Regions from separate parts of the Mus musculus genome. Here regions 1, 3 and 4 are each linked to region 2. Evidence: chromatin contacts called from public HiChIP or PLAC-seq and promoter capture Hi-C data. All regions are on one chromosome and are shown on one strand. The core of a region is the stretch at or near the end of the contact, and the rest is flanking DNA. Distances in the headings are between cores, read along the strand shown. Region 1 overlaps Cdk14 (cyclin-dependent kinase 14). Region 2 has its middle 39 kb from the start of Cdk14. Region 3 overlaps Cdk14 (cyclin-dependent kinase 14). Region 4 overlaps Cdk14 (cyclin-dependent kinase 14).

The links. HiChIP or PLAC-seq counts read pairs in DNA pulled down with a chosen protein or histone mark. Capture Hi-C pulls out chosen DNA fragments and counts their contacts.
Region 1: a contact with region 2 is called in an H3K4me3 HiChIP or PLAC-seq map of bone marrow-derived macrophages, with 4 times the contacts expected there. The contact joins two enhancer-like sites. A contact is called at or near these places in 1 of 15 datasets of contacts at CTCF or cohesin (the NIH/3T3 cell line), 1 of 484 Hi-C or Micro-C datasets (nephron progenitors), 1 of 115 datasets of contacts at active chromatin or transcription factors (bone marrow-derived macrophages) and 3 of 9 other capture datasets (adipose tissue, liver and pancreatic islet).
Region 3: a promoter capture Hi-C map of adipose tissue shows a contact between it and region 2. The contact joins two enhancer-like sites. A contact is called at or near these places in 1 of 484 Hi-C or Micro-C datasets (pancreatic cancer cells) and 1 of 9 other capture datasets (adipose tissue).
Region 4: a CTCF HiChIP or PLAC-seq map of the NIH/3T3 cell line shows a contact between it and region 2, with 11 read pairs. The contact joins two enhancer-like sites. A contact is called at or near these places in 1 of 15 datasets of contacts at CTCF or cohesin (the NIH/3T3 cell line), 1 of 115 datasets of contacts at active chromatin or transcription factors (pancreatic cancer cells) and 3 of 9 other capture datasets (adipose tissue, liver and pancreatic islet).

What each region holds. Positions count from the first base shown.
Region 1 is chr5:5,240,147-5,245,470 of GRCm38.p6, forward strand. All of the region lies in intron 3 of Cdk14 (cyclin-dependent kinase 14), which reads right to left. Among named protein-coding and RNA genes, the nearest start is that of Gm30151, 130 kb to the right of the region's middle. Within about 2 kb of position 3,640, at least 7 of the 459 cell types and tissues checked have an H3K27ac peak or open chromatin away from gene starts, as enhancers often do. A contact at or near this core is called in bone marrow-derived macrophages, where this site is marked.
Region 2 is chr5:5,416,044-5,421,856 of GRCm38.p6, forward strand. No RefSeq gene overlaps it. Among named protein-coding and RNA genes, the nearest start is that of Cdk14, 39 kb to the left of the region's middle. Within about 2 kb of position 4,283, at least 179 of the 459 cell types and tissues checked have an H3K27ac peak or open chromatin away from gene starts, as enhancers often do. A contact at or near this core is called in the NIH/3T3 cell line, adipose tissue, bone marrow-derived macrophages and 1 more, where this site is marked.
Region 3 is chr5:5,208,024-5,213,400 of GRCm38.p6, forward strand. All of the region lies in intron 4 of Cdk14 (cyclin-dependent kinase 14), which reads right to left. Among named protein-coding and RNA genes, the nearest start is that of Gm30151, 160 kb to the right of the region's middle. Within about 2 kb of position 3,223, at least 17 of the 459 cell types and tissues checked have an H3K27ac peak or open chromatin away from gene starts, as enhancers often do. A contact at or near this core is called in adipose tissue, where this site is marked.
Region 4 is chr5:5,176,989-5,183,001 of GRCm38.p6, forward strand. The region is part of intron 5 of Cdk14 (cyclin-dependent kinase 14); the gene reads right to left. Among named protein-coding and RNA genes, the nearest start is that of Gm30151, 190 kb to the right of the region's middle. Within about 2 kb of position 3,658, at least 80 of the 459 cell types and tissues checked have an H3K27ac peak or open chromatin away from gene starts, as enhancers often do. A contact at or near this core is called in the NIH/3T3 cell line, adipose tissue and pancreatic cancer cells, where this site is marked.

The sequences.
Region 1 (5,324 bases), core at 2,390-4,889, 180 kb before region 2:
CCGTCTCAATTATTAAACACTCATATCTCTAGTTGCTGGCTGAGCATCTTTATAGGCAGAATGAGCATGTCAAAGAAAGTAGCATAGACTGCAAGAAGCTCTTAGGATCAATTACTCCATCTGCCACAGAGCTGAACACCATAGTAACCCATTGCTTCAACAAATCATCCAATGAGAGGACAACTCCACACAGGCACACCAAGCCCCATAGTTACATGTCGCTAAATTTTTAATGAAGTACAGACCCAAAATAGAATTCTTGTCTTCGGAGAAATCAGAAATAACTGGGGCTGTACAACACTTTCAGCATCATTTACTCTAGTCTGAGTGTATAAATGGGAGAATCTCCCAGAAAGATGACTTTCCCAAAACTATCTGCTCAGTTTTAATTAAACACATTTTTCCTCAAAGCAAAACTTGTCTCTTTAATCTGTTCCCATTCAACATGCAGCGCAAGGAAAAGAAATAGCAAAATCTGGTAATTAACAATATTTTAAGAAAACAGCCTAACTAGTAACAAAGCATTGTTTCTTAGACATGGATTAATTTTTTAGAGGTGTCCAGATGTTGCAGCCTGGGTAACATCAACAACAGAAAGGGTATCTCCCAATTACGCAATACCTCAGATCAAGACAGTGGAGGCAAGGTCAGTCTCTGTGAAGGTCGCTCAGGGTCAGCCACCTCCATCCTACTGCTTCTCAGCCTGTGTTCCCTCTGTAGTGTCCCTCCCTGGGTCATAAGACCATCCCTTACATTGGATTAGGAAGAAGCCCAACGACTGTATTTTCACCCAATCACCTCTTCCAATGGGGTCTGCGGTACTGTGGTTTAGAAATTGAACATAGAGGTTTTGGGGGGAACACAATACAGGCCACAGGAAAATACACAGATTGGTGACAGATGAATATACTTTGAATTTTAATATAGACAGGATGGGAGTTGCAGAGGAGATCCAAGTCCTTTTTTTTTATTTTTAATGAGATTTTATTTCCATATATGTTCAATTATACACTACACTGAAGAGCTTTTTACTTTTTTTCTCTTCAAAAAATATACATAAAATCCTGTAAGATGTAATGGACATTGGCGTGCAGAGCTGCCTGACTGGTCCCGTGTGGGTTATGTTCTCCCGCATTCTCAGCGCCAGGAAACAGCTTGAGCATGTCGCACTTCAGCATCACCCTCCTGAGCCCAAGTTCGAAATAGAAATTGTCAACCTATATTAAACTTCAGAATAAAATGATCTTCAATGGAGAAAATATTGTGTTCACAGTTCCTCTCTAAATCACTTTAAATCAGAGTGGAAAAGTCTTCACATTTGCTTTTGGGCTCCTTTCACAATGAATCTTAGATGAAGAAAAAGGTAGCTGCAGGAAACACCCCTCTGCTTCTCTCGGGGCTTATCTGCTACCACATGCTAAGGAAAATACAAGGACCCCACAAACTGAACAGAGAATGGAGGCCATTTTTTCCTCTCTTGGGAGAGGCACAAATAACTGACTAAACATTGTCATCTTTCACTCTTCATAATCTGCCATGAATATGCAATACATTCAAATAAGACAGCAACACACACAAAAAAAACTGTACAGAGAAAAATTTTAAAATATTAAAGTTTTCATTTATAAAATAAATTCCCTGGGCTGGAGAGATGCTCAGCAGTTAAGAGCACTGACTCTTCCAAAGGTCCTGAGTTCAATTCCCAGCAACCACATGGTGGCTCACAACCATCCATAATGAGATCTGATGTCCTCTTCTGAGGTATCTGAAGACAGCTACAGTGTACTTACATATAATAAATAAATAAATAAATCTTTAAAAAATAAAATAAATTCCCCATCTTATTCACAAGAAAGAAAATCAAGCAAACAGAGATACTAATGACACGAAGGTTTATATTTCTAACTAAATGGATTTGGATATATTAACCATTGTGGCTAAAGTACATTCTATTAACACCACAATGGCATAAAGTTAATACTTTGTTGCATTTTGCAGTAAAACAATCAGCTATTCCCCCTGTGGAACTGACACATAGACACTGTGGAAATGTATAATTTGCAGACCAGTCATACAGGCTTCCTAAGACGAATCCTGTGAGGCATGTGATTCCTGTCTAACAACAGTTCTGGTCTATGAAAGAATGGTTCTCTGGAACAGGGTATGTATGAAACAGTCTGAGCTTTGAGGATTAGAGTCTCACATGTGAGTCTCCTATTTTAAGCATGGAAAAGTAGTAGTCTGGTGTGCAATTACCATGTATATAAATAAGGAATCCAAATGCCAAGTGTTTAAAGAGGCCAAGAGTAAAACCCCTCCTATCAAATGAACAAGACCAAGAATTTACTCTATAAGGAGGGGGCCCTATTTTTAAATTAAAAGATCAAGCATTTCATTTTCCTTTCTTCATATAACTTTATTATCTGTCCTGTTTAAGTAAGATACCAGATCAAGCCAAGATGCAGTCGCCTGAGCACCAGCTTTGGCTCTGTGACCTCAGGTGCACAAATGGGTGGAAGCAGCCTTCTGGGACAACTGTTTTCTTCTTATCGCTTCTCTACTTAGAGTGCACGCTTGAAAGCACCATGGTGACTTGGAAATACAGACAGCTAATGTGCAATTGCTAACAGACACTCCATGGAGACATTGAATTTAATGAGATAATGTTAATACATTTTCCAAAAACAGAATAGATGTGCAAAGGACTGTCAATTGCCTGGCTCACTGGAGGGGAACATTGGTCTGGGTAATGGAAAGTGTAGGTGCTGTACCGAGCCGGCCACGCTGCCACTCATGAGGCAGGACCTTAGCGGCTCCACTTCATTTCTCAATAGAGGTAACAAATACCAAACATACTACAGGTTTGCTCATCAGCCTTTGGCCTTTATTATCTAAATTTAATCCTGATAGACACACTGGGACATTGATTCTGTTATATATCCCATGTGGACATGAAGAATGTAAGGCTGGAGAAATAGCAAAACTTATCAAGCATTCTGTAGCTACTGGCAGAACTAAAATTAATGTAATTGATCAGGAATGAAAAGCTCTTTCCTTTATTACTACCGTCCTGATAAAAATAGTTCCATGGACTGATTTTTCACCCAAATGGGGGAAATGTTAATTGTGTTTCGCTCTACATTAGGGTGAACTCTCATTCTTAGAAGTAGGGGTGGTTGTTTCAACTGAATCATTATAATGTGCATAAGTAGCCCTTAGTGTGCATGTGCATTGCAATGATCCATCCACAGTCCCATAGATGGAAGATTAGTTCTCCTTCTCAGTAAGGATGAGAAGCTGTTTGCCTGAGGCTGTGGAGAACCCCTGTGTCATCAGCATTCCATACCCCTTGACAACATAGCTAAGATTCACAAAACAGAAGAGTTGTGACTTCAGTCCATGGCCACCTGACTCCTTGGTCACCTTTTAGGCTTGTGATGGCTCAGTTCCAAATGAAAGGAGCACATATCAGAAGACAGCTTTACCTCACAGCAGATGGAATTGGGGCAGAAGAAAAGAAAGGGAAAGAGAGAAAGGAAGGGAAGGGAAAGGGATAAGAAGAGCAAAGAAAGCAGAAGATGAGAGAAACAGGAAGCAGGTTGGGCAAGTCCAAACAATATCCCTTGAAGGTCACATGACCTAGTTTTCCTTGTCTAGGTCTTACCTCATGATGCATGGGTAATGACCAAGTCTTCAGTGCACAGCCTTGGTTAGGCAGCCATGTAAGATCAGAAACCACCACCAACTGCAAGAAAACCACCACTAACCTCTAACTCAGATACCACCACTAACTGCAAGGAAACCACAACTAAGAACTGTTGCAGTGCTGTGTGCTGCATGGGTATTAGAGTCAGGGAGGGAAGGAAGGGGTCAATCAGAATTCTGTGATCCCATAACAAATACTTAGATCCACACTAGCTGCCAGGCATGTTGGTTTTTCCTCAAACCCCTGAACAGACACTTATCTTTCAGTAGTTTTGCTACACTGCTAAGGCAGTTCACAACTCATTAATAGACAACATAATGACAAAGCTGACCTGAATGCCGAACAAAGGTATGGATCCAAATACCAGACACGGAAGCAAGAGGACAAGGAGATTTGGTTCTGTGTGGAGATTTTTCACTCCCAACAGAAAAGAAGCAATGCCAAGAGAACATTACCCCAGAATGACTCTGTGAGGACTCACCCATACCTTCCTCCTCTCTCTCCAGAGTTGGCACAACTTCTCAGGGTAGGAAGATTTTTATAGTATGGAAAGATGTGTATCTGCAGGAGTTTGTAGAATGTATGGAGAAACTCCACCTAAATATTCAAGTTTTGAAAATAAGCTCTGTTCAGCCTCAGCAGATGTCAGCCCTAATTAATAAAATACCTTCTAACCTGAGCCACCAAGACAGTCTACCTATGGGATTCCCAACAGCTACAGCTCATAAGGGAGTACTGATAGGCTGGGCAGAAAGTAAGAGCAAAGGCTAGTGAATGCTCATGGTATCCGTCACAGCATTAAATTCTACTGCTACTGAAGTAAGCAGGCAAAATGTTGGAAACAGACTATCAAATACCTTTTTAAAACATGTTGATTGTTATGATTTTATATTCTTTATAGTATGCCTGAATTTTAACATGCCATGGTCTACAGTGGGGAAACTATCAGTATAGACTAGTATGGTAGCTACTGATACCAAGGTAATTTTGATTCCTGAACTTCAGCCACTGTTCCTAACATATAACAAACCGTAGCTGGAAAACACATTCCCACATGCACACAGGTACACACACACACACACACACACACACACACACACACACATACACGCATGCATGCATGTTTGAATGCACATGCATGATGCACACACCTACACACACAGGAACACACATGCACATGAAATGATGGTGTGATTAAGGTTTGCAATAGCTTTTAGTTTCTGGGGTTTTTTTGAGTTGTGTTTTGATTTTGTGCAGTACTAGAGACTGAACAAAGGGTTTTATCCATGATGGACACACTTTCTGCCCCTGAGTTATATCCTCATTCCAAGATGTAGCAATTAAAAACAGTTTCTACTGTTTTTAATGCTACATATAAGAAACAATCGTTTCCTCATTATAACAAGAGGTGTATCACCACGCTTCAAGTTCTACTCCTAGGGACAAATTGTTTTGAAATGACGATGAGACACAGGTACAACCGAATGCTGCTGTATCAGGGCAAAGGGTACTCTCGGGTTTAGCAACCACTGCTATATCATAAAATGCTTCCAAAAGAAACAGGAAGCAGTGCCAATGGTTTTCATAGGGCATGGTTTCCTGTGGTTGTCACAGGTAT
Region 2 (5,813 bases), core at 3,033-5,532:
CAACCTCTGTCAGGAGTCGTCTACTTTCTGCCTCAGTGGATTTGCCTGCTCTGAATGATGTTTAACGTTTTAGGAGTAAAGGGGGATTGGGCTAGAAAGTCGTCAGTTTTCAAAGGAGACTTACAGTGCTGCAGCTCAACACAGAATTAAAATAAATCTACAAGTATGTTCTACAAAATTAGGATTTGTTAAAACAGTTTTACCTAATTAGAAAACAAACAAACAGTAGCTAGCTACTCTCCACTGCCACTGAGGGGTTAATCATTGTAAGGGTCAAAGAGGTAACAAAACTGAACTGCACATTTCAAGATATTCATTAGGAAAAGAAGAAGAAAGGAATGAATGAATGAATGAATGAATCAATCAATCAATCAATTGCATAGTGGAAAATGCAGATTTTTAAGGGAACACTTTATCATTTTTGCAATCAATAAACAAAAACAAAAACACCTGGCACAGGCTATGTGATCTAGTCCCCTATGTGAGATAAAGAACAGACTGTCAATCCATGAGCATGGGAGATCTTTCCATCTTCTGAGGTCTTCTTTGATTTCTTCCTTCAGAGACTTGAAGTTCTTATATAGATCTTTCACTTCCTTAGTTAGAGTCACACCAAGGTATTTTATATTATTTGTGACTATTGTGAAGGGTGTTGTTTCCCTAATTTCTTTTGCGGCCTCTTTATCCTTTGTGTAGAGAAAGGCTATTGACTTGTTTGAGTTAATTTTATATCCAGATACTGCACTGAAGCTGTTTATCAGGTTTAGGAGATCTCCCATGCTCATGGATTGGCAGGATCAATATAGTAAAAATGGCTATCTTGCCGAAAGCAATCTACAGATTCAATGTAATCCCCATCAAAATTCCAACTCAATTCTTCACCAAGTTAGAAAGGGCAATTTGCAAATTCATCTGGAATAACAAAAAACTTAGGATAGCAAAAACTATTCTCAACAATGAAAGAACCTCTGGTGGAATCACCATGCCTGACATTAAGCTGTACTACAGAGCAATTGTGATAAAAAAACTGCATGGTACTAGTACAGCAACGGACAGGTAGATCAATGGAAGAGAATTGAAGACCCAGAAATGAACCTACACACCTATGGTCACCTGATCTTTGACAAAAGAGCTAAAACCATTCAGTGGAAAAAAGACAGCATTTTCAACAAACGGTGCTGGCACAACTGGCGGTTATTATGTAGAAAAATACAAATTGATCCATTCTTATCTCATTGTACAAAGCTCAAGTCTAAGTAGATCAAGGAACTCCACCTAAAATCAGAGACTCTGAAACTTATAGAGGAGAAAGTGGGGGAAAGCCTCGAAGATATGGGCACAGAGGGAAAATTCCTGAACAGAATAGCAATGGCTTGTGCTGTAAGATCAAGAATCAACAAATAGGACCTCGTAAAATTGCAAAGCTTCTGTAAGGCAAAGGACACTGTCAATAAGACAAAAAAGGCCACCAACAAATTGGGAAAGGATCTTTACCTATCCCAAATCGGATAGGGGACTAATATCCAATATATACAAAGAACTCAAGAAGCTGGACTCTAGAAAATCAAATAACCCACTAAAAAATGGGGTACAGAGCTAAACAAAGAATTCTCAACTGAGAAATACAGAATGGTCAAGAAGCACCTGAAAAAATGTTCAGCATACTTAATCATCAGGGAAATGCAAATCAAAACAGCCCTGAGATTCCATCTCACACCAGTCAGAATGGCTAAGATCAAAAATTCAGGTGTCAGCAGATGCTGGTGAGGATGTGGAGAAAGAGGAACACTCCTCCATTGCTGGTGGGATTGCAAGCTGGTACAACCACTCTGGAAATCAGTCTGGCAGTTACTCAGAAAATTGGACATAGTACTACCTGAGGACCCAGCTATACCACTACTGGGCATATACCCAGAAGTTGCTCCAACTGGTAATAAGGACACATGCTCCACTATGTTCATAGAAGCCTTATTTATAATAGCCAGAAGCTGGAAAGAACCCAGATGCCCCTCAACAGAGGAATGGTTACAGTAAATGTGGTACATTTACACAATGGAGTACTACATAGCTATTAAAAAGAATGAATTTATGAAATTCCTAGGCAAATGGATGGACCTGGAGGGCATCATCCTGAGTGAGGTAACCCAGTCACAAAAGAACTCACATGACATGCACTCACTGATAAGTGGATATTAGCCCAGAAACTTAGAATACCCAAGATACAATTTGCAAAACACATGAAACTCAAGAAGAAGAAGAGAGACCAAAGTGTGGATACTTCGTTCCTCCTTAGAATGAAAAACAAAACACCCATGGAGGGAGTTACAGAAACAAAGTTTGGAGCTGAGACAGAAGGAAGAACCATCCAGAGACTGCCCTACCCAGGGTTCCATCCCATAAACAGCCACCAAACCCAGACACTATTGCATATGCCAGCAAGATTTTGCTGACAGGAGCCTGACATGACTGTCTCTTGTGAGGCTATGCCAGTGCCTGGCAAATACAGAAGTGGATGCTCACAGTCAGCTATTGGGTGGAACACAGGGCTCCCAATGGAGGAGCTAGAGAAAGCACCCAAGGAGCTGAAGGGATCTGCAACCCTATAGGAGGAACAACAATATGAACTAACCAGTACCCCCAGAGCTCACGTCTCTAGCTGCATATGTAGTAGGAGACAGCCTAGTCGGCCATCATTGGGAGGAGAGGCCCTTGGTCTTGTGAAGATTCTATGCCCCAGTACAGGGGAATGCCAGGGCCAGGAAGCGGGAGTGGGTGGGTTGGGGAGCAGGGTGAGGGGAGGGTATAGGGTACTTTCCGGATAGCATTTGAAATGTAAATGAAGAAAATATCTAATTTTTAAAAAGAGAGAGAGAGAGAAGAACAGCCTGGCGCAGGCTGTGTGATCTGTCCTCCATGTCCCCTATGTGAGATGAAGAACAGCCTGTCCCAGCAGGGAGGCTCCGCAGACTCCAGCTCCCGGTGGTTGTGAGTCCTTTGCTGTGGGTGCTAAGGATGAATTCAGGTTCTTTCCAAGAGCAGCCTGGCCTTAAAGGTCTCAAGCCCCTGCAGGCATAGTCTTGGTGCCCCTTTCCCTTTAATGGCTACCGCTGTGTTTTCCTTTAAAAATCGTCACCACCAAAGCTTCCTATGATTGCTTTAAGAAAGAGGACAGTTTCAACTTTTTTCTCCAGATCTCTGATCCTTCTCAAATCACTGCTGTCCACAGTGTGAGGTCTGGGCAGGCGTCTATTGTTTTTTTTTTTCTTCATCTAAATGGTGAATTGTTTCCACTCTATCTGATGAAAAGATCTTGTTCTAGTTTCATTTCAGTAAATTATGCCAAGGAACAGGAAACATTTGAAACATTACACAGGGAAACTGGAGGAAAATGAGTGCTTGACTCATGATTGAGTCATTCTTGGTAGTAAGACAACAAATGACCAGCAAGACTTCTTCAAATCCAGTCATCACACATAGGAATTGCTGACAGGATGATCTACTTTCTGAATGAACAAAGCTATTTGATATGGAAAGGGTGTTCTGCCTACTGTATAATTTGCTTTAGCTTGCAGCAGAATTCTGTTCAACTAAAAACAACTTTAAAGTCAAGTAAGGTGCATTTGAAGAGACATGGAATGCTTGCAAACCTTTTGGTTATGCAATGATCAAGCCCAAATTACTTGTTAGGGTTAGGATTAGGGTAGTTCTCATTTGTAGCTACACAGCTGAAATATCAACAGGCATTATCATGCAGCCATCAGACTTGTTTCCCACTTGTTATTATAGCAATTATTTTCCAATAAGGATAAACAGTGAGGCCCATTTCTCTGAATTATTCATTGAAAGCCAGTATGTGCTTGGTAGGTGATTGGGTGATATGGTAGAAAAGTCACGCTTAACGGAAACTCAAACTGGAATTTATACGCAATTTAGAGTTTTTAAAAGCAGAACTAAGGCACAGCTCTAACAGGAAGGGCCAGAGTCAGGCTTTAAAAGCTTCTTCCTCTTTCCGTTTTTCTGTGTACCTCTAGCTCTTCAGTCCCTTCCTCCACAGCAGTCTTCAGGTTCCCCTTGCCGCTTCCCTTTCGGTATTGAACCTGGTGCTGTGGCACTGCACTCGAGTCTTGCTGTAACCTGAGGTGGAACATCAGGGCAGAAGTGTATAGAGGAGGAGAGCTGCTCACACTCAGTAGCAAAGGCACAAGCAGAAAGAGCCGCGGAAGGACCGAGGGCGCCATGCCTCCACACCCCACCCAGTGACTTACTTCCTCTGCTGAGCTCACCTCCTAAGGTTTTAGTCACTTCTGACTCACCACACTGACCACAGACCACGCCTTCAACACTTGACCTTTAGGGGGATATTTTTAGATCTCAGCAATAAAAGCCTGACTCTATTAAGTGTCCCCTAATATCTATGCCTCCTTTGGCCCAAAATAAACCGTATTTTCTGCTAAACTCAGGAATATGTAGCTCGTTTGTCAGCCATCTTATAGCCAGCAATGGGCCTATGACTCCCCTTTGACCAAAGCAATGTGACCAGAAATAGTAAGTAGAACTTACTGATGATAATGTGATCCAGAAAAGCAGACCAGGGCCCAGAAAGGAAGTCTAATGCAGGCTTGGTCTGTAACTGAGATTTTCAGGTGACAGCTTTTTCTGAAGCTCTGTCACAGGGGCGTAAGTGGCGTTGGCTCTCCCTCTCCCTCCCTCTCTCTCTCTTTCTCTCTCTCTCTCTCTCTCTCTCTCTCTCTCTCTCTCTCTCTCTCTGTGTGTGTGTGTGAGAGAGAGTCCTATAGCATCTGAGGAATAACACTGGACGTTAGTCCTCTGGCTTCCATATCTACCTTTCTTTCCCTTGAGACAGGGCCTCTCACTGACTTGGATCTTGCCAGACAGGCTAGGCTGGCTGACCAGTGAGCCCCAGGGATTGACCTGTCTCTGCCTTCCCAGTAGTAGGATCACAAACACCACCACATCTGATTCTCTCTCTCTCTCTCTCTTTTTCTCTCTCAGAGATAGATATAGAAATAGATAGATAGATAGATAGATAGATAGATAGATAGATAGATAGATAGATAGATATAAGATAGATATTTTTATAAACATATAGATATAAATATGTATTTAGATAGATTTATGTGTATAATATGCACATATATACATGTGTATCTGATATATTTACATTCCTTTAACAAGTGCTTTACTGAATGAGCTATATCCACAGCTACCTGAAAATTCTTATGTTGAATTCCTAATCTTCAATACCTAGGAATATAACTGTTTTGGAAATAAGATCTTTAAGGTTAAAATGAGATTATCAGGATATGCTCTAACCCAGTAGGACCAGCGCCTTCCTAAGAGGACATTTAGACCCTGGCAGGAACAGAGTGGCTAGGTGAAGTCCCAAGGAGAGGACAAACACCGGCTACCCAACAAGAGAAGTCTTGGTAGAAACTTATATCACTAGCACCAAAATTCTGTGAGAAAAAAAAATCTGGGATACTTAGCCTTATAGAGGCAACTTCTGCATGAGGGCCAACTAAAACTTGCCTGAGAGCCTAGAGATTGGTGATGAAATGGCAGCCAATCAGGAACTGCCACTTGGAGGCCATGCTTGTTTGGGACCAATGGGACACAAGTGGAGGGTATAAAGATTGCTCCCTGAGAATTAATAAATGTACTTGCTGCCCTGGTCTTACTTGCTCCCAGAATCTGAGCCATTGATTTCGAACTTTCTCATCCACTGCCCCCAAGGATGACTCTGGGTTGGATGGAGGACTCAGGCAGCATACATGGTGTCTGACTACTATTAC
Region 3 (5,377 bases), core at 1,973-4,472, 210 kb before region 2:
CAGTTCTCATTTTCCTGGCAGAGCTGTAAGTATTCCCTGGTCATGGCCCAGGCCCACATATTGAGCATGGCAAGAGCGAAGTCACGTTCCCGCTCTCAGGATAAAAGCCTCTCTACAGAAGGCAGATGGGACATACTGAAAAGCACACCACTGATTCTCTGCAAAGTTCTGGGGAGTCTCTGAATACTCATTGCCAACTGGTGCTCACCGCAGAGATCTTGCTTTTCCTGTTCAAAATGAGCTATGCAAAATCAAGAGAGGTTGAGAACAGCAGGATAAACAATTATGTGGCCCTGGTGAGTCACTAAGACTGGTATTCAAAGTTAGTATTCTCTACCCATTCAAATGAACACACACACACACACAAGTCTGCAGTTTATGCTCCAACAAACAGAAAACCGGTATTTGCTTTTTAGAGGTTACCTGCAAAGACACATAGAGAACTAACAAAAGAAATTTCACATTAACCTTGTGAAAGGCTTTGAGATTAGCGTAAGCCAGGAGCACACGGTGGGAAGGGTCTTTATTTTCTCTAATAAAATGGCATTTCTTTCATAATTGTGGAAAATATTAAATATCTTCAAAATGAAATTTAAAATACTAACAAGTTCAGTCAGTTATGTGCTATGATTTAAATCTTTTATGGCTAATCACAACAGTACTATACAGCTGAAAGTCCCTCAAAATGCTTGGTTTGATCAGCAAGTAGGGTGTCAACCTACAGCTGAAGAAATCACCTGGACCTGCTGAAGCCAAAGATGGATATTAACTCACACATTGCTGAAAGGAGATTAGAGGGAGATCAATTATAAAAACACCTAAATCTGGTGAAAAAAAAGAAAAGAAGAAAGAAGAGAGGGGAGGGAAAGAAAGAGGAGGGAAGGGGAGGGGAGGAGAGAGGGAAGGGGAGGGGAGAAGAGAGGGAAGGGGAGGGGAGAAGAGAGGGAAGGGGAGGGGAGAAGAGAGGGAAGGGGAGGAGGAGGAGGAGGAGGAGAGAAGGAAAAGAGAAGAAGAGAGGAGGAGAGAAATGCTTGTCTTAAAATATAGCAGTAGGGCCAGAGTACAGGTTAGCCTGATTTGGGCTGAACTGGTTTCACACACAGCCAAGACGTTACAAAGAAAGAGCTTCAGTAGATGAGCTCAGGACAGAACACTTGCCATTACAAGGTGCCAGATTCCATCCATCTCTAGCACTGAAAACAAGACAAAACTAAACTAGGAGTGGGGTATCTTTAACTCTGAAACAACACTGTCCCTGAATATTTTTGTTTTCCTGCGTACTCTGTGCCGTAGGTCCTAAGGGGGGTGGGGGGCTTTATTTACATTGTATCCCGTCTGTATTACACCTCTGCATGAGAGACACATACCGTTTGCTCACTTTCTGGAGAAAATGGTGTACACAGTGGCATAAGATCTGAGCTTCAGATCCAGAACAGTCCTCCTGTGAACTATGGGGGAGTGATGCTCCACAGAACTGACCAGGAGGTCTGAGACTTCTCGTCCTTACTTCACACTGCTCCTTCCCACCATCTCTTCTCAAGGTACTCACGGCCAAATCATATGAGTGTGTGTGTGCACGTGCATGTGGTGTATGTGTGCATGCTCATGTATGAAGGATACACATGTCATAGTATACATATGAAGATCAGAGGACAAGCAGGCATTGGTCCTTGCCTTCCACACAGTTTAAGAGGACTTTGCTTAGACACAGAACATGCTGGGGTGACTGTCCCACAGGCTCCCTGGATTCTCCCACCCGTCGTCTATCCTCCTGGGATTACTGATGTGGAGAGTATCCCGCCCAGCTTTATATAGGTTCTGGGGATCTGAACGCAGGTCCTCACATGCGCACAATTTGCACTCCACCCACAGAACTGTCTCTACGGCCTTGGGATTCACTTAGTTACTATAAAAATAGTTCTTTTATTCTGCGTAGTTCTAATAAAGTTTGTAAAACTGAAAAATACATGTTTTGGGACGGCATTAACGAGTTGCATCCTAAGTATAACCTGATACATGTTTTGTGACAGTATCCACTAAATACTGACACAATTTGAGTAAGAACTCCATTATTCCACAGTATCTCTTTAACATGTGTGTATGCTGTCCAGTTTTTTATGCATCAGTTCTTTTCCAAAGAATGACATTCTACATAACTTTAATAATGCATTTTATGTGAGTTATGAATAACTGATATACTTTTTATCAGATATGACTATGTAAGAAACCAAACAATACCAAGTTACACATGATCATTGCTGCCTTTCAGGAAAATGGCCTGGTGTGTCTTTTCTTCATAAATTAAACGACTCCTGAATTTTCATTTTTTTAAAGATTTATTTATTTATTTTATGTATATGAATACATTGTAGCTGCCTTCACATGCACCAGAAGAGAGCATAGTAGGATCCCATTACAGATGGTTGTAAGCCACCATGTGGTTGCAGAGAATTCAACTCAGGACCTCTGGAAGAGCTGCCAATGCCCTTAACTGTTGATCCATCTCTCCAGCCCTGAATGTCTATTTATTAAAAGACATGAAAAGCCATGAAGGAACGGGACACAACGTATGGTCCTGGCCACATGGGGACAAAGACAGCAAGGCTGCTTGCCTCTGAGATGACACAGCTAGACAGTGTGCTATATACGGTGACATTAAACAGAAGTGAACTTATTTTCATGACAAATGCACTAGCAGGTTACACTCCATGAACTCATACAGATGACTTTAGACCTGTGCAAACTGAAGCTTAAGTATCCAACTGTCTAGCTGAAAAGATAATTTCCCGTGTCCTGACTTTAAAACACTGTCCTGGAGCCATCATTCAGAGCCTTGTGCTGTGGTTTTTTCCTTTGGGAGGTGACTTGATCATAAAGGCTCTGACTTCATCAATGAATTATATATTAATGGATCTATCACAGAAAAAGGCTGTCTATTGAAAAAGGAGTCTCCTTGGAGGTATGATGTCAGTGTGTGTGTGTGTGTGTGTGTGTGTGTGTGTGTGTGTGTGTGTGTGATGTATGGTTTGTGGCCAGTCCCTTCTTTACTTTCTTTGCTTCCTAACTAACATCAACTGAGCATGCTTTCTCCAACAGACACTTTACCTTATACTCCTCCCCACCACGGGGCTAAAGGCTCAAGGCAAGACCAAGAGAACAAGGCAGGAACTTCGGAGACCACAAAGCAAAAGAAACAATCCTCTCCCGGTTGATCCCTGCCTGCTATTTCCTAACAGTGTCAAAGAAGCCAACACAGGATCTCATCATCACACTCCTTCCGATCAAAGCACTCCTAAACATTTTTCCTCTATCACTACAAAGTGACATTTATTGACTGAGAGACTATTAATAGCACTGTGACAGGTGCTACAGAATAAGTTAATACAGATGAAGTAAAGGAGACACCAAGAAAAGCATTAACAGAAATAAGTGTTAAATATCCTGACACATGTAAAAAAAAAAAAAGATTATGATGATAGGTGCCAGGCTTTTGCAATAAGGGAGAGAGACTTTGGGCTCAATTCCAAGTAGGGAAAGTGGGGACTATGGCTGGCAGCAGGGCAGTGGAGCAGGAGGACAGAGTGACAGCAATGGCAGGCGGCAACAATTCTTGCTAAACTGGCCCGACTGGACTCATGCTAAGGGGCCTGGGTGACTTCTTATCTCGGTGCAGGAGTGGTGGTGTGCACTGTCCTGATGAGATTCTTGCTAGAACTGGCCTATGTAGGTATTTGAAAGATGGAGCACAATATCAAAGCTTAAACAAAAGAAGGCTTAAAGAAGCCTGACATAGAGATAAACTTCAGATATTTAGAAAGTTTCAGGGCATGTCTAATTTGAATTAGCCTCTGAGACAGAAGAGTGTGTAAACATCTTGAAAGGAGAGATAAGACATTTAAATAGGGGGTGAAGGTCCAATTACCAACAAGGGTTCAAAAGTGGGAAAAGCACACAAAACCTAAACAGAATACTCGGGATGTGTGTGTGTGTGTGTGTGTGTGTGTGCTGATGATGGAATTTTGAATGAAAATTTGGACAACCACTGAGAAAACATCCATCTGAGAAAGCCAAATATGTATTCTGACTCCTGAGCAATAAAAGATAATTAACCAAGTTCATAAAACCTAGCAAATACACTATGTGCTGAGCCCAGGTTAAACAAATTTTAAAAATATTATCTTTATAAATATAAAGTAAGCATGCTATAATATTTCATAAATGTCCAGTATGGCAATACAATAGCTATATATAAAATATCTGATAGTAAATTTTGATTATTATAACACAGAAGTGTGAACATGCAATTTGTTAAATTCACCCACGCTTTGTCTGCTGAGCAAGCCCAGATCCAAGCAGGGTATTCACCTCACTTCCCTGCAGAGCTGCTCCTCTGTGCTTTCAGGGTTACAGCAAGAAGGAAACCAACCAGTCTTACACAAAACTTCTCCATAAAGTTTCAGCCATGCAATCTGACTGCTACTACGAGATATAATTTCTTTTCAAGTGAGACAACATAACTAAACCCCTTCGAGAAAATGCATGGATCATAAAGGCTCTAGCTTCGTTGTATGGTTTCTTTCTTGCAAGCTGATATTAATAAGCAAATGAAGCCATCTCTCTGAAATTAGAACTAAAATAGCAAACAGCGTCAGAAGACAGGTTATATCATGCTGCTGTTTCATTGTTGTTCACAGGGTGTTTAATTAAGAAGTCACCAAAAAAAAAAAAAAAAAAAAAAAAAATCAACTTTCCCAAATGCCTGTCCTCTGTGTGTGTCAACCCTCACAGTCAGCAACAGAGAGCATTCTGGGATGCTTCCATTTATGCTCAAAGACAACATTAAGGAGAAACGACTCTAGCTACATGGTCTCAATATACTCAAGAATAAGTAGATATTCGCTCACTTAACACACATAAGGGGTAACGCATAGAACTCCCATGGCACACTGCATTTACAGCAGAAAGAAAATCCCCAGTCTCCATGATAAAGCATCCTTCCACTATTGCACTCATGGAAAAATCCAGCCCAGAAAAAATAAAAAACAGGCTACCTAGCTCCTACTCATGAGGAATTTTTCTTTCAAAGAAACTGAATCTGATTATTTGGCAATTTGGGCAGACACACACACACACACACACCCTCTTCAAGTCAAATATCTACAAAGATTTAAAAAAAAAAACTATTCAGGAATTGTCTACATTTTATCTCTTCAATGTTTTATTTTATGTTTTTAAAATGGAATTCAGTCATGTAAAAATTACTAGTATTTATATTCAAGTGAATACTCTTAAAACCAAAATCTTATGCCTATGGTAAACAAGCAATACTCTCGATTATCTTTCCTGTCTCTTGGGGGTTTAAGCAGATACTCCCTAC
Region 4 (6,013 bases), core at 2,408-4,907, 240 kb before region 2:
CAGGGGCTTTGGACAGACCCCTACCCAACCTTTCAGGAATTACATGGTTCTTGGCAAGTTATATCCTTTCCCTAAGAGCTTGGTTTTCCTCATGTATACTGGGGATAATGCCAGTAGATGCATCTCACAGGGCAGCTATGTGAGTCTGCTGAAGTAATGAATCCAAAGTAGGAAGTCAAACACCTGGCTTATAATCATTGCAGAGGCAATATTGTGTATTACCCTGACACTGAATTTTCTAAAACTCTATCTGCCAGAATAGGCCCTCACTTCCTGACACAGATCACAAGAATCTTTGTTTCCTAAGGTTCCTTTATATTTACAAAAGGTCTTAGTCTTAGTTAGGCTTTCCATTGCTGTGATGTGTCTAAAGGAAAGCATTTAACTGGGGCTGGCTTACAGTTTCAGAGGTTCAATCCTTTATCCTCAGAGTGAGAAGCAAGGCACCATACAGGCAGGCCCATTGCTGGAGGAGCCAAAAGTTCTAGCTCTTAATCCAAAGGCAGCTAAAGGGACTGTATCCCACACTGTTGGAGCTTTAGCATAGAAGACCTCAAAGCCTGCTCCCACAATGGCATGCTTCCTCCAGTAAGGCCAAACCTACTCCAACAAGGCCATACCTCCATACAGTGCCACTCACAGAGGGCCAAGCACTCAAACATGAGTCTGTGGGGACCAATTACAACTACACAGTCTTGGACTTCCTGGCAACACATATGAAAATGTTTTTAGTTATTTCACAAAATCTTGTTTTTGTTTTATGAGCAAGAAATGGTTCCTATTTATTTTTTACTTCCCACGGGGTGGGGGGCACTTACTAAGTGGCATCTACAACATGGCACCGAGTATTTGAAATGACAGTCTGGAAGAATGATTTTTCAGTCCCAAGCTCACATTACAAGAGTAGTGACCATCACTGGGCATGGAACTTGTCCAGCCTTCACGGGAACCTCACACAGGACAGGATAGATAATCTCCCCAACTACACAGTCCTACTAAGTGCCAGGGCACAGGCTAGAAATGAGATCAGGTTAACACAAGCCTCTGCACTCTTTTCTGCTGATCAGATAAAGAAAAGATTCCTAGCACTTTAGAAGTCCTTGTATAATTCCCTCTAAACATTATTCCTGAGTTAGAATGATTTAAATGCCATAGAGGAGTGTCTCCTGGTAGTTTGTAAAAATCATGTGTTCTTCTGTGGTCTTCCTTCTTTCAACCATCATTATGTTTTTATATTTGTGAATGAAATTCAGTGCTGAGAGTAAAGGTGGAGATATGGATTGGGAACTTATCAAAGAATGGGGAAGTCGGCACAAAGAGAATTGGAAAAATCATCACAAAAAGGTAAGGGGAGATCCTGCGAGGCTAATTCATGTTCATTAGAAAGTGAAGCCAGTCAAAGACAATAGATTCCTGAATGGTCGAAGATGCCAACCACCGAGAAGAAGACTTAGGGGGGCCACCTAGCAAAGAAGAATGCTGACTGCCCTGTTATCCCTTAAAGGTCATCCTAGTTCTCCAAGGTATCCACTGTTTATCTGAACCTTAGTGACCCTGAGAGCCTGAGGGAAAGGTGCCTGAAGGAACGTTTGCCAGTGACATTAGTGGCTTCCCCAGGAATAAACAACTGCAAGTGACAGGGGCAAATGGTTCAAATTCAACAAGTTAAGAACATTCAAGGAATTGGGAAGGTCATCATTTTTTATAACCTTCCACTGAAATATTCTCATTTTACTTATAAAATTCCATAATACATTGGTCTTTATGCTGGAATTGTTGTGTTTGTCTTACTGTAGTGTATTATTGTCCTTTTATGAAAATCATCGCATCTGCAAACGGACAAATGTCCAGCATGAAAATGTTCCTCTTCCTATGGATGGAGGTCAACAAATTGCCTCATAAAAGTGACAGTCTTCAAAAAGTCGGAATTCTAAATTAATATACATAATTTAAGTAACCATTCAAAATATTGTAAAATACCTTCTCGCTCTTCTTTAAGGACTATGATTGGATTTAATGGGGCCCACACAACTGGAAGGTTACCCTCATGTTTATTTCTCTGAGATTTTTATAAGACATGTATTTCAGCAGGTAAATGCAAGACACAGAGTGTGCTTACAAAGAATGAGTCCTCTAAAATAAGCCTCCCACTTTCAGGGAGAGACTGGATGTATGAATGTGCACGTACATACACACTACGATAAAAATTAGAACTGTATGGACTGTTATTACATATTATCACTAAGGCAGGAATTAAGAACTATCTAAAAGTATGGTGCCCAAGTTACACCTAAACCAGGAGTGGACTTTAACTTGGAAAAGACTGAAGCACACACGAGAAAAATGAGAAAAAATTATAATATAGCAGTTGTCCTGTCTTGTCTTTCCATGTTAGGTACAGATTAGCTCTCAAATTTCTTTTGCACAAATTATTCCACTATGAGGACAATAAGTTCTGCCATATTAATTGCTTTATGAAATAGTACAATTCTTAATATTAGCTAGTTCATTTTCTCAATATTTAATTGGTGATGAGTGAACTCCTACCAGGCAAGCCTTGTTTGTTTTCTAACATTCCTGAACCTGTAGAGAGGGCTGCATGTATTAAACTGGCGCTGATGTTGGTATGTTGGTCTGCAGCTCCTGGCCAAGACAGCAACAGAGCAATTGGAGCAGTCAAATTCAACTCTACTTGGGATCTTTTATATTTATATAAACTATTCAAGTCACAGAAACATTCTGATCAAGAAAGTAACAATAAATTTTATGTATTCCTTTGACATAAAAATTTAGGATGATTTTGGAAAAATTAGCATTATTGAAGTTTCAGTATTTAATATGATATCCTTCATTCTTTAAGCATATCCTTAATCTAAAAGTGTTTTGAACAAAAATTTAAACCTACAAAGAGCAAATAGCAATTTTATATACATAAACAAGCACAATTTGTCATCCAATCTTTTATTTGCTGCTATAATACTGTGTGTACTTCTGTATTTGAAGGAAGATATAATGAGGAAAACATGGGCATGCCGTTTTAATGACTTGATAAACTTTTATACTGCTTTGGGACTTCATGAAGCACATAGGTGAATCTGTAAGTACTGTGAAATATTGTAGATGTTCTGTGTAGAGTTGTGGGTAGAAGCTTTATGTGTCATTGGAGGGCAGTATGTGGCTTTTTATACTTCATAGATGAAATACAGTGCAAAAGCTAACTTAAGGTGACAGTCTGAGACTGTTCAAGCCCTTGGACTTATCCTACAAAGAGTGTTTATTCTTTTTTAGGTTACAAGAAAGTAATTGCATTGATTTGTTTTGTGAATGTGGCTCAAAGGGTGGCCAGCAAGCTTCCCTTAAGGCTGATACTTCCCCTACTGCTGGAGCCTGCCCACATGGCCCTAAGCTACACACACACACACACACACACACACACACACACACACACACACACACACACACACAAAGGCTCACAGATAACAGGACAATTGCCAAGCTTTTGCTGAGTATTTCCTTTAATTCTTTTTCTTGGGTCCTGTTCAAAATGTTAGGGTTTTGGTTTTTTTTTTTTTTTTTTTTTTTAAGTACTACTATCAACTCAATGCTCTTGGGTATACCCAGAGAACTGACTGAGCTGGCAAGTATCCAAAAAATATAAATATCCCATACTCAAGTTTCCTTTTATTTGTCCTTCTGAACTTTTCCCACAATATACTATATAGTGCATTTCTCTCACATGTGCTATTAATTAAGATTTTTTAAAAAACAAATCAAGATAGGAATTATTCAATGGTTTTAAGAAGAGATCCATTGCATTCTAAAATGTCACAAGAATATGAGCAATGCAGAGAAATCTGAATGGTTTACTTTTCTGGTTACTCCACAGGAAGATGGGATCCAATTCTGAGGTGAGGCCAGCATTCTAAGGAGCTGAGTCACCACCAGGCCTCTGTCTCCTCCACATTGACGACTCATAGGACTTTGCCTCAGGTCTGAGCTCTACTGATCTTGATCATTCTAACACTCCTCCCTACAACTCAGTTGATCTTCTGTAAATGATAGGACCAGATTACATGATCCCTTGCGCTCTTCCCAGACCTTACAAACTAGGATTAAACCCTTCAGGGGCAAGATGTCTACCCCTTCAGGTTTAGTATAGCATAGCATGAGCTTAATACCTTTGACCATACAACTCTCACAATGGCCTATCAACTTATGCTCTCCTTACTTGCTGATGCTCCCAAAATGGATGCATTCAATACCTAGTTCTATCTTCCTCTTCCTTAATGCTTCCATATAGGTCCCAAACACAATGGTAATTTAAGAAAATGAAAAGTAACCATAGAAACAAATGTTGATCAGGACAAGACTCCAGTTCACAGCAGAAGAGACTTGTGGTGAACACAGGATAGGCAGTGTTTGCAATTAGAAAATTTCTGAGCAGCCTCCATACCCACTCAGAAGGTAGAACTCCCTCTCAGCAGGCAAACTGGTGGGGTTGGGTGGCAGGGAGAGTATTTCTACTTCAGCTAGCTACTTAGCAACAACTCTCCTCTGTTCATTTCTCAGACCACAACGTATGACTATAACCATGGTTCCTTCCACTCTTAATTCTGAAACAATCGTGGCCCAATTAGTTGCTGCTTAAAATCTATTAACTCACTACCTAGTCTCTGCATTAGCTCCATTTTCATAACAGTAGGGGAACGCAGGTATCTAAGGAGTCTGTTCTTGTTCCATACCACAGCCTCTAAGGTACCAATAGGTCATAGATGAGCATATCTGTCCAGAAAGCTTAATGTAGTTAAGCACGGGAATATAAGTGTACAAGCATGTAATACTTGCAAAGAACAAAAAAGAAAGAAGAGGAAAGGGAATATCACTATTAAAGGCTACAGGATGTCAGAGAAGAGGCAGTGTTTAATGCGGTCTTTAAAAGGTGACTCGAGTAGAGTTGATGGTCTGGGGTAGGGACAGGCTAGAAAAAGCAGGTACATTCATTCCTTTGCCAGTACATTCCTCCACCAGCTGCTTCTCCCCTAGCCAGCCATAAAAATTCAACCTGTCATTTGCCACATACAATCAGCTTCTTAGTTGTACAAGTTATATAATGATTTTTTTCTCATATTGAGTTACTTTCTTGTATTGAACAAACAGTATGTTATGATTATAGCTCTTTGTCAAAAACTGACAGCCCCTGGAGATGGAAACTTGTGATCTCAGCATCTAAGGAGACAGATGTCCCAAAAGATCCTGACTTGCCAATGGTTTCCACCTTACTCTACAACAGGCTTTGTGCCTATAATCTTATAATCCAGTTTGCAACATATGAGTTTTCTCATTATTTAACTTGGTCATCTTTTATAAGTTTGAAAAATTAATCCTTTATCAAACACATTACTTGGCAATATTTTCTTCTGATTTGTGACTTGTCTCTTAGTTTTCATAGATCTGTGTTCAGGGACCACAACTTCAATTGATAAACTGTCATCTTCCATAAATTTGGCTAATCTCTAATCTGAAATCACAAGGCTTCCCAGCAGGTCTGTGTCCAGAGATTCTAAACTTTTTATATTGAATACACAAACTTAGTATTGAAATTGGTATTGGTTGCAAGGTGAGTATTGATCTGTTTTGCATTCAAACATCTAATTGTCAAGAGTAACAATTTTTGTAAAAACTACTTCTTGTCCACTTAAGATCAACTGTCTAATTTGTTAGCATTAAGTGGCTCATAATAGCCCTATAAAGACCAATGATTCCTCTAAAGTCAATAGTTATGTTTGCTCATTGGTGGTATAGTAACTCATACCTTGTTCATCTTGGTCAGTCAGGTAAAAATGTATTAATATTCGCACAGCAAAAACAAACAAAAAAAAAACATCAGCTTTCTGTTTAACTGTCTTCTCTACTGCATTTCCGTTCTCTATTTCACTGATTCCACTGTGGTTATTATTCTCCCTCTGTTTTGGGGAAATAAATAAATAAATGTGATGCTCTTTTCCAATACGCT